Linked DNA regions of Mus musculus: region 1 is linked to region 2. Evidence: chromatin contacts called from public promoter capture Hi-C data. All regions are on one chromosome and are shown on one strand. The core of a region is the stretch at or near the end of the contact, and the rest is flanking DNA. Distances in the headings are between cores, read along the strand shown. Region 1 overlaps Lsm14a (LSM14A mRNA processing body assembly factor). Region 2 overlaps Gpi1 (glucose-6-phosphate isomerase 1).

Evidence for each region. Capture Hi-C pulls out chosen DNA fragments and counts their contacts.
Region 1: a promoter capture Hi-C map of liver shows a contact between it and region 2. The contact joins two enhancer-like sites. A contact is called at or near these places in 12 of 39 promoter capture datasets (the C10 cell line, the HPC-7 cell line, cranial neural crest and 8 more), 2 of 484 Hi-C or Micro-C datasets (CD8 T cells and the G1E-ER4 cell line), 13 of 115 datasets of contacts at active chromatin or transcription factors (the 230-238 cell line, CD8 T cells, the SCID.adh cell line and 7 more) and 3 of 9 other capture datasets (adipose tissue, liver and pancreatic islet).

The regions. Positions count from the first base shown.
Region 1 is chr7:34,375,706-34,380,465 of GRCm38.p6, reverse strand. The region is part of intron 1 of Lsm14a (LSM14A mRNA processing body assembly factor); the gene reads left to right. Among named protein-coding and RNA genes, the nearest start is that of Gm12764, 11 kb to the left of the region's middle. Within about 2 kb of position 2,430, at least 14 of the 459 cell types and tissues checked have an H3K27ac peak or open chromatin away from gene starts, as enhancers often do. A contact at or near this core is called in bone marrow-derived macrophages and liver, where this site is marked.
Region 2 is chr7:34,213,219-34,218,253 of GRCm38.p6, reverse strand. It overlaps Gpi1 (glucose-6-phosphate isomerase 1), which reads left to right. Exons shown (of 18, transcript NM_008155.4): 9 at 2,245-2,298. Among named protein-coding and RNA genes, the nearest start is that of Gpi1, 15 kb to the left of the region's middle. Within about 2 kb of position 2,578, at least 48 of the 459 cell types and tissues checked have an H3K27ac peak or open chromatin away from gene starts, as enhancers often do. A contact at or near this core is called in bone marrow-derived macrophages and liver, where this site is marked.

The sequences.
Region 1 (4,760 bases), core at 1,181-3,680, 160 kb before region 2:
GTGTCTGGCTAGTCTTGTCCACTCTCCTTGAGCTCTACCACTACTGCGGAGCTACAGTTCCTTTGCTTTTAATCTGTAAATTATACTGATTGGTTTTCTAATTCAGAACTGTATTTTAGAAAGCTATGATTCAAATAATTACACTGGAGCCCCCAACTTACTCCAGTTTTACCTGCATGTATGTATGTACATCACAAATGTGCCTGGTGCTAAAGTCAGAAAAGTATTATTGAGTCCTCTAGAACTGTAGATATAAATGGTCACGAGTCACCATGTGCTAGGAACCTACTAGCAATAAGTGCTCTTAACCACTGAGCTATCTTTCCAGCCCTATCTAATGGATTCTTAACATGGAGTTATTGAGTGGATTTCACGGGGTCTTTGCTCCCCTGAAGTTATAAATGAATCTTGTCATGTATAACATTCAGGAAGAAAGTTGAAAGATTTTTGTAGTTTTATGAGCCACAGAGGAGTAAAACCTGTCTGTCTTCTCTATGCCTAAGAATTTGTTTAACAGAATTTTTTTCAAAAAAGGAGAGAAATTTTTTGTGAACTCTTGAGGTACCTGTCTGCTTATGTCTTATTACTATTCCTACATATGTAGTAGCTTGCCTTAACTCTCTTGTCTCTTTGTTCCACCCCCTCCCCCGGTGCTGGGAATAGATTAGGACCTCACACAAGTTAGGCAAGCATTGTACCACCAAGCTATCTCTCTAGGTGCCCCTCTTCCCATATACTTTTAAACATTGTTCCTTTTTTTTTTTCCCCCTAGCATTTACTTTTTCAAATAAATTTGGTACCATTCTGATTTTCATTTATGTGTCGAGAACATCTTATTTAGGTGTGCTTGGTAGTCTTCTCTGTCTCTCCAGCACTGGAGAAGCAGAGCCTGAAGGATCACCACAAGCTGAAGTCCAGCCAGTGGTGGATACTGTCTCAAAAAAAAAATAATAATAATCATATTCTTGGTGAGCTTTCGTGCAACTTCCTATTTGAGCTGTTGGGACTTTCAACAGTGTATTTTGTACTACACCTCCATGTTGATCCAAGGAAAATGTAGACCAGGAAAATGTTTGCTTCTTTTTTGGTTGTTGATTTTTATTGTAGTTCTCTACTTTATAGATACTTAGTTTTAAATAATTTTTGTCTGTGTAGTTCTGGCTGCCTGGGTACTTGCTGCATAATCCATTCTGTCCTTGAACTCAGAGAAATCTATCTTGTCTTCGCTGAGTGCTGGGATTAGAGTGAAAGTGCTAGTATAGCTTTGTAAGTACTTGAAGCTAGGAGACAGCATACTGAAGCTTTTTAAGAGAGTTGGCCTTCCTGCCTTTAATAAAACAGCACCTAAAATTTTGTCCCTTCTCCTTAAAAGTTAGATGTTGGCAAAACTGTTTTATTTAAAAGAAGATGATTTAGAGGTCTCAGTCTGGTCAGCTTGCCCCTTTGTTTGAGGCCTCTTTAGTACAAATGCCTTAGCACCAGGATCAATCACGTGGTAGACAGGAAGCAGATAGAGAAGAAGCAAGGAACAAAATAGTTCTTCACAGGGCATATTCTTAGGGATCTCTCCTCTGACAAGATCCTACTTGCTTTTCAGATTTCCCAATTGTGTTGTCATATTGTGACTCCATGGAGGGATTCATCCATTGTTTATGTCAGAGCCCTTAAGATCCAATCACTTCCCTAAAGCTCATCATCTGGCAGTCACTACATTTCATATTCAGCCATATTGAGATGCCTTTTGATCGACTGCATCTCTACAGTATCCAAGACCCTGTCACCTCTTACCTAGCCCACTATGTGCTATGCTAAATCGCATAAACCCTCAAGTCACATCACTCGGGGAAACTAGTCTTACTGTGATCTTTACTCTTTTGTTGCTTATCCCTCTTTTTCATTTCGTAACATGTGTATCTCTGCCCCAGGGAGTTCACCCCTTTACCCCTGAATCATCTTGGAATCTCAATTCAGATGTTGCACAGTCAAAGCTGCTCTTTGATCTTCATGTGATTTCCTTTAATCCTCATTTTTGTCATTCTGTATGAGAGGAATAGCCACTTCCAGTAGTCTTTGTGTAGAGTAGTTAAGTTAAAATTGGGGAAGGAAAGGTTCAAACCCCTACTAGTTAGTGCTCACTGTTAATCTGCTCTCTGTTGAGTTATTGTAAACCCCTGGCTTTCCTGGGTTTCTTCTGACATATTTTCAAGCTCTGTTAATTCTAATGTGTCCTCATACATAAGGGGAGTCTACAGCTGTATAAGGATTGAGTTCTAGTTTACCCATAGTTCTTGGCTTCCATGTCCAGGTCTGCTTCATTTATCATTTGAATGGCAGGTTAATGTTTTTCCTGGTATGCTATAGGGAGCCTTAAAAAGTATTCACCAATGACTTATCAGGGTCTAATTTAGGAAGTTCATACAGCATTTTGTAAAAGCTGATAGTCTGAAGTGGGAAGCTATGCTGGTGAGATCAGTTGCACTGTTTTAAGATGTTGGAGAAGAGGAAATGCAGGCTTAAAACTAGCTTTGGGCTTATGAAGCCTTTTCTTTCTCTTTTCCTACAAGACATCAGTGTCTTTGTACATAGCATATTAACTATTTATTGATCACATGAAAGATAATCTTTCTGAAAAGTTTTGCCTATTTGGCAAAAGCATGGTTAAAATCTTGATGAGTATGTATTTAGAAGACAGAATGACAATGGGGGGGGTGCTTTTGGGGGCATGGTCTCACTGTGTAACCTCCACAGACCTCAAATTTTGAATCTTGCCTCAGCTTCCAGAGTGCCTGGGTAACCATTATATCCAACCTCAAAGTTTTACCTTGTAACAAACACACCCAGGGGCATTATTGCTAAAATGTAAAACCTCAAGTGTTTTGGGTTTTTATATTTCTGTGTTGTTATTCTAGAACTTTTTATCTGTAACAGTCCAGTTATCTGTCCCGTTCTTTCTTTTTTCCTCTCTCACACACCTTCAGTATGTGTTTCCTTTATAAACAAGGAAAGAAGTTTGGAGTTTCATTGTTATTGATTTGTTGGGGTTTGTTTGTTTGTTTGTTTGTTTCTGTAATTCACCCTGGATTCTTCTGAATACAGGTTAAAGGGAGGCCTAATTGAGCTCTCTGACTTTATAGAAGGGCCTTATACTTACCCACTGTAAAAGCAAGATAATGGCAGCTTCGAGACTTGGGATATTATTCATTGTGGTGGTGATGAAGATAGATTCTGTTTTCCATTCTTCATCCTTTCATATAAAAAGGATTGAAGTGAGAACTGGAAAGATAGCCAGCCCAGTGGTTAAAAGCAAGTACAGCTTCTGCATAGGACCCAAGTCTGGTGTTTGCACTCCATATCAGGTAGTTTACAACCACCTGTAACTTCATCTCCAAGGCAACTGATGCCCCCTGCTCTTCTCCTTGGGCATTTGTACTCATATGCACATACTTATCCATAAACACATGCAAATACACATAATTCAAATGAAGCAGATCTTTTTTTAAAGGTCAAAGTCTAAACCTTTTTACTTTTATTTCTTTGCGGGGGAGGACATGTACCATGCTTTCTGCCTACTGGCATATTACTTGGCCATAAACAGCTGAAGAGCGTGTGCTGCTCAGCTAAAGCCTTCTGTATCCGTTTATTAGCATACCTGTGCCCTAGCCTCCATCTACCTTTTTGGGTCTGCTAGTGAGATTTTCTTTAAAGGGGGGGTGGGCAAAGGATATGCTTTTAATGCTTACTACCTGAGCATTCTACCCTTGTTCTTACAGTTTAGACTAAGTCTATCCAGATGATTGTCATTTTTGAGACTAGGCCTCCACTGTATCTAAGGCTGCTCCCCTGAACATAGATTAAAGGAATATGGAGTATACCACCATGCATGGTTGTTTAGGTGTTTGGTGTGGTTTGGTTTTGTTGTTGTTGATGTTTTGTTCTTCTAAGTCGTCTAAGATAGGGTCTCATTATAATCCTGGCCAACCTGGAATTTATAGGCAATCCTTCTGCCTCAGCCTCCCAACTGCTGGGATTATAGGCAAGAGCTGGTGCTTATTTTAGTGTTTTGGGGGTGTGTGTGTGTTTTTTTGTTTTGAGCTTCCCTTTGACTTTCATCTCTTTACATTTTAGAGAAGGGTATTCTGCAAACCTAATAATGATGCTATAGTCTTTCTTGAAACATCCTCATACGTATTAGGAATTTTTAGAATAAGGAAACAAGACATTATTAAACTGAAATAACATTCATTCTCAATATAGCTGTGGATCACTTTTATGAAAAATTAACTGCAGATCCATCTCTGACCTCCATACACTCTTGCCATGAACAGTGTGTGATCTTTCAAGCTTTCTTATTTGGAACATCACATGGATGCTGACATTTTCAGTAGTTTCTAAGATAGTAATCATAAAACTAGTATAAGAGACTTGGGAGTAGCTTTCAAATGCAGATTCTGAATACTATTCTCAGAGAGTAATTTAATGGAGTTCTTCATTTATACCTAGCTTACTTTATTGCATGTAAAACACAGTTTAACTTTGATTAATTCCATCTTCAGTGTTAAATACTGAGAGTTAATTGAGCACAGCTATTTTAGGTAACAGTCATTTTAATCTTGCCCGTGGAAACTCAGCTTCTGGAAGACTTACTGTTCACAAAGGCAAATGTTACCTTCACTGGTTTCTTCTTGCCTTAAAACTTAAACTTTGAGTTTTATATACTAGAAAATTGTTGCCACCCCTCCCCGCAAGAACTATGATGTAAA
Region 2 (5,035 bases), core at 1,329-3,828:
GGGAAAACCTCAGTCTCTCAGAATCCACCAAGCTCAGTGGTCTGCTTCGGGGTAGCATCATGGCTGGGGTGCTGGTTTAGAAGGCTCTGTGAGAGCTGATTGGCCTTTCCTGCCGTCTCCATTCAGTCTCTAATCCTGAGGAAGGACAGGCAGTCAGTGGGATAATGTCCCCACCCATCTCCCAGGCCAGGCTGATGCATGACACCCCCTACCCCCACCCCCCCCTTTCCTGGCCTCTGGCACCCTGCCCACATAGGATGTGCAGAAATCTTTTTCCTCTCTAGAGCTGTTAAGTCTGGCAAATGAATGTGCTTTTTTGTTGTTATTGTTGTTTTGTTTTGGAGATGTTTTTTTCTGTATAGCCCTGGCTGTCCTGGAACTTCTCTGTAGACTATGCTGGCCTTAAACTCACAGAAATCCACCTGCCTCTGCCTCTGACTGCTGGGAATAAAGGCCTACACCACCACCATTCACTTTTTTTTTTAATTAATTTATTCTATTCTATGTGTATGTTTGCATATGTGACTATATACCACATGTATATCTTCAGAGATCAGAAGAAAGCATTAGATCCTCTGGGGCTGGAGGTAGGGATGGTTGTAAACCATCCTACTGGGAATTGAACCTGGGTCCTCTCTAAGAACAAACAAGTGCTCTTAACCACTGAGCCAGCTTTCCAGTCTTCGGTGTAACTTCTTTTGAATTAAATGTTTATGATTTTGCAGGTGTGTGTCCATGATATCTGTGGGCACACACACACCATTGGAGGTCGGAGGACAACCTTATGGTTCTCTCCTGCTTCTATTATGTGGGTTCCTGGGATCAAACTCTGATCTCTAGGCTTCTACAGCAAGTGCCTTTACTGTGAGCCATCTACCTAGCCCTAGATAAGAACTTTTTTTGACAGGGACTGACTGTATAGCTCTGGCTATCTTGGATGGCCTCAAACTTACAGAGATCCACTCACATTTGCCTCCTGAGTGCTGGGATTAAGACATTTGCTACATAGCCTGTCACAACTTTTTTCTTTCCTTTTGTTGTTGTTGTTGTTGTTTTTCGAGATAGGGTTTCTCTGTGTAGACCTGGCTATCCTGGAACTCACTCTGTAGACCAGGCTGGCCTCAAACTCAGAAAGCCACCTGCCTCTGCCTCCCAAGTGCTGGGATTAAAGGCATGTGCTATCACTGCCCTGCGACTTTTTTCTTATAATTATTTATTTTAATTTTATGGGGTTGGGTGGGTAGGTATGGGTGTGCATGAGTACGGATGCCCTCAGAGGCCAGAAGAGGGCATGGGATCCCCTGGAACTGGAGTTACAGTTGGTTATGAGCTGCCTGGTGTCTGTGCAAGGAGCTCAACTCAGGTCTAGTGCAAGGGCAGGGAATGAATGCTCTTTCCTGCTGTGTCATCCCTCCACACTCCCAGATTTCCTCTAGAAGGACTGTGCGAGGTCAGGATAATGAGATTAGAGCCCATCATGTCAGCCATCTCACAGTTGGCCGGGCCTTGAGCCTGTGTGAGGTGGGTGACACTCAGCGAGGATGCTCAGCGAGTCAGAGTGAGGGCTGCTCTTGGAAGCACAGCCCCTGTGGACTGGAACACAGCCGTGTGGCAGTGCAGTGCAACACATAGCTGGGAACGATGAACGCACCTCGGTCCTCCCGACCACCCTTTGCCTCCCCTTCTTCCCACTTCAACCTCCAAAAGGGTGGGGTCGTGTCAGATGTCTTAGGCTGCTAATCTGTGCCTTTTCTGCCTTGTGTCAGCAGAGCTCATGTTCTCAGTGGACATCTCCAGTGAGGATAGGTATGGGGTGTCTAGCTTAGCCTGCCCACAGCCTAGACCCTGAGAACAAGGCTGTCTCCTTAGGGATCTCTCAGGTGGCCTCATCTTCAGAAGGGAGGCTAGGCAGTGGTCCAGGCTTGGTTGCCTGGCCCGGGGAATGGCCTCTGGGTTTGAGTGCCAGATGTTGAGGTCAGGGTATGGGGGTTGGTCTACATCTCTGGTTCTTACACACCAGGAGGAGTTTCTGTAGGCTCAGGACCCCTGGTGTGTCGGAGGGGAGCTGGCTTGGTGGGCAGTTCTGAGTGAGCTGGCTTGGGTGTTACCCTTGGCTCAGCCTGCTCCCTGGGGTTGGAAGGAAGGTGAAAGGTCCCTGGAGCTTGTCATTCCTCCCACCTTGCAGCCCCTCTTCCTGTCTCTCTAACAGATAGCCCCTCATCTCTCTTCCTTTGTCTATTCCAGGCCAAAGTGAAAGAGTTTGGAATTGACCCTCAAAACATGTTCGAGTTCTGGGATGTAAGTACGGGCACCTTGTGCTGTGTGCTTGGTGTGTCCTTTGCCGAGTCTTGGCCGCTGAGCCAACAGGTCAGGTCAGCATTTATTGAGTGCTTGCTGCATGCATGTCCGTCTCCCTTTGGGAAAGGCAGAGAGGCCCTTAGGGAGGCTTGGTCTGTGGGCAAGTTCCTAGTTTACGAGGAGAAGCAATACTCCCTTGGGAGCCTTCCAGCTGCGCCCTCTGTGAGGTAACCAGAGCCACCACTGCCCTCTCGATTAGCCGAGGTGAGTTATTCTCAGTCTTGACCTTTCTCCGGGCTGCAGCTACGATCTATAAAGGCCAAAGGGCAGGGTAAGGCAGGTCCTGGGCCTGGTAGGCTGCAGGAACAGCTGGAGTGGGGCAGGGAGGAGGCAGTAGACCTGGAGGCTAGGCAGCTTGCACAGCAAGCCCCACTTCAGATGGTAGATCTGCATGCAGGTCACGCTGTAGACGACATTCCTGGGGGAGTTGAGACAGGAACCCGCCTTGCCACTGGCCTGAGCCCTGCAGACCTGTGAGGAAGGGCTGTGAGGATTTAGAGTGTAGGGCTACTGTGTGAGTGTGGCGAGTGTCCTGAGAGTGTAGTGGCTGTGGCTGGGCAGAGGCATGCTCTCTGACACATCTGGGGTACACCCGAGAAGGTGGGGCATTTTCCCACCAGCCTTTGGACTGGAGGCTCTTTTCCTGTTGGCATCATCAACCAATGGGTAACCTTGCTTTGAAAGTTCTAAAAAAAAAAGAAAAACCCTTTCTTTAAATTAGATTGATAAATAATAGTTTTCTTTAAGTGCCTAGGATCTGCACACACTAAAGAAGCACTCTACCACTGAGCTGCTCCCCGCCCCCTTTTAAAGGAGTTTTGAGGCAAAGGGTCTCTGTGTAGCCCAAGCTAACGGATAGCTCACAAGGTAGCTCAGGCTGGTCTTGAACTTGTGATCCTCTGGCCTTGGCCTCCCAAGTGCTTAGGTTACAGGCATGCACCGCCACAGTGGATCTAATCTGTGGGAGAGAATGCTGCCCCACTGTTCTGTGCCATCTGCTGTGTCTCAGTTAACTTCCTTGCAGATGTACCAGTTGCGGCCGTCCTTGGCACACATCCTGTGGCTTAGATGAGGAACCCCTGTTGGGAAACTGCGGTTTCTGACAAATGTTCCCTGCCTGGTAAAGCAGGAGGGGCCTTTCCCCTTCCTCCCTAGGCGTTGGCATCTGAGCACATGGTGGTAGGGGAGGAACAGGTACCCGCTGCTAGCCTAGGAGCCCAACAGAATGGGACGTCCATGGTAACTGCCCAGTGTACAGAAAACTGATGCGATGTGACGGAAACTTGTGTCTTGCAGGCAGGGTCAAAGAGTGATGTTTAGGTGCAGAGAAAAGGAGGGCAGGGCTGGCAGGGCTGTTAGTGGAGACCTCGGGGGTCAGGCTACACGGAACAGCCTGAGAAGGGGTGTGGGTGGGCGCCGCTGGAATGAGGGTGATGATGCATGGAGCTCAGGAGCAGGCCTGGGCTTCTGCAGTTAGTCTCTCGGGTGAGACAGATGGCAGGCAGAGGAGTGCAGCACAGCCTGAAGGGCCAGTCCTCCAGGCCAGTCCAGTAAGGTCTGTGTGTGCGCTGCGGTCTAACTTGACATGGCCTGGTGTGTCTGGCTTGTGGACCCAGCACAGGTGTGCTTCTGAGCTTAGAGTCTCTCAGGGCCAGAATGAGACTGACATTCACAAGTTTTATTTCCTCCGATGATGGAGTCTCTGAGGTGTGTGTGTGTGGGGATGGGGGTCATGGCAGAAGTCACAGGAGCTAGAATTGGGTCTGAAAAAGAGTGAGAATAGGTACTGGTGGGATCAGGAGAGTCCAGCTATGACATTAGCTAGATATGTATCTCTGTAATCTCAGGTGCTTGAGACCTTCGGATCACAAGTTCAAGGCTACCCTGGGCTATCTAGTGGGTTCTGGGCCAGCCAGAGCTATGTAGCAAGATCTTATTTTTAAACAACAACAAAATGAATAGTTCTAGCAGTTGAGATCCGAAGGGTGTGTGGAGATGCATGGCCTGGCCACGTAGGAAGAGGCTGAGTGGTCTCAAATATGCCCATGCTATGGTCTCTGGTAGCTTCTGCAGAGGGAGGACAGGCTAGGAGTGAGCTGATTGTTCAGATGAGGTGACCCCAGGCCTCAACGGCCTTGCCAGATCTTCCAAGGTGTCACAGGCTGTTCTCTGTCATCAGGTGTTTCAAGGGTGGGGTTGTGAGGAGGGCAAGAGTAGACAGGTTATTAAAAGGCGAGGCCTGGGGCAGGTGGATAGGTCGAACACAGGCAGGGTCACTTGGGGAACTATGTCATTAGGGTGCAGTTCGAGAGGTTCATGAAACATAAAGGTCGGGAGACCATGGTCTTCAGAGAGAATATGATGATAGCTAAGGCCTGAGTCACACTCCGGAAGCAGGAAACTGAAATTTGGCAAGTAGCATTTGTTCAGGCATGTGGTAGAGTCTGCCCTGATGTGTCATGGCTGAGGTCTCAGGAGCCGGGATCAGACAAAAGTGAGTGGCTGGGTCTTCCCTGAAACCAGAGGAGCCAGGTTAGGCTCCTGTAAGTAGAACATAGCACGCAGAAGGTGCAGGGGTGGGAGATGGAGCTCCCTGGCTTGGTCAGCCCCCAGCATCACAGGAAATGCGAGGGGGGCGGGGGGGGGGGAGAACTGGAGCGGAGTCTCACAGATAGGG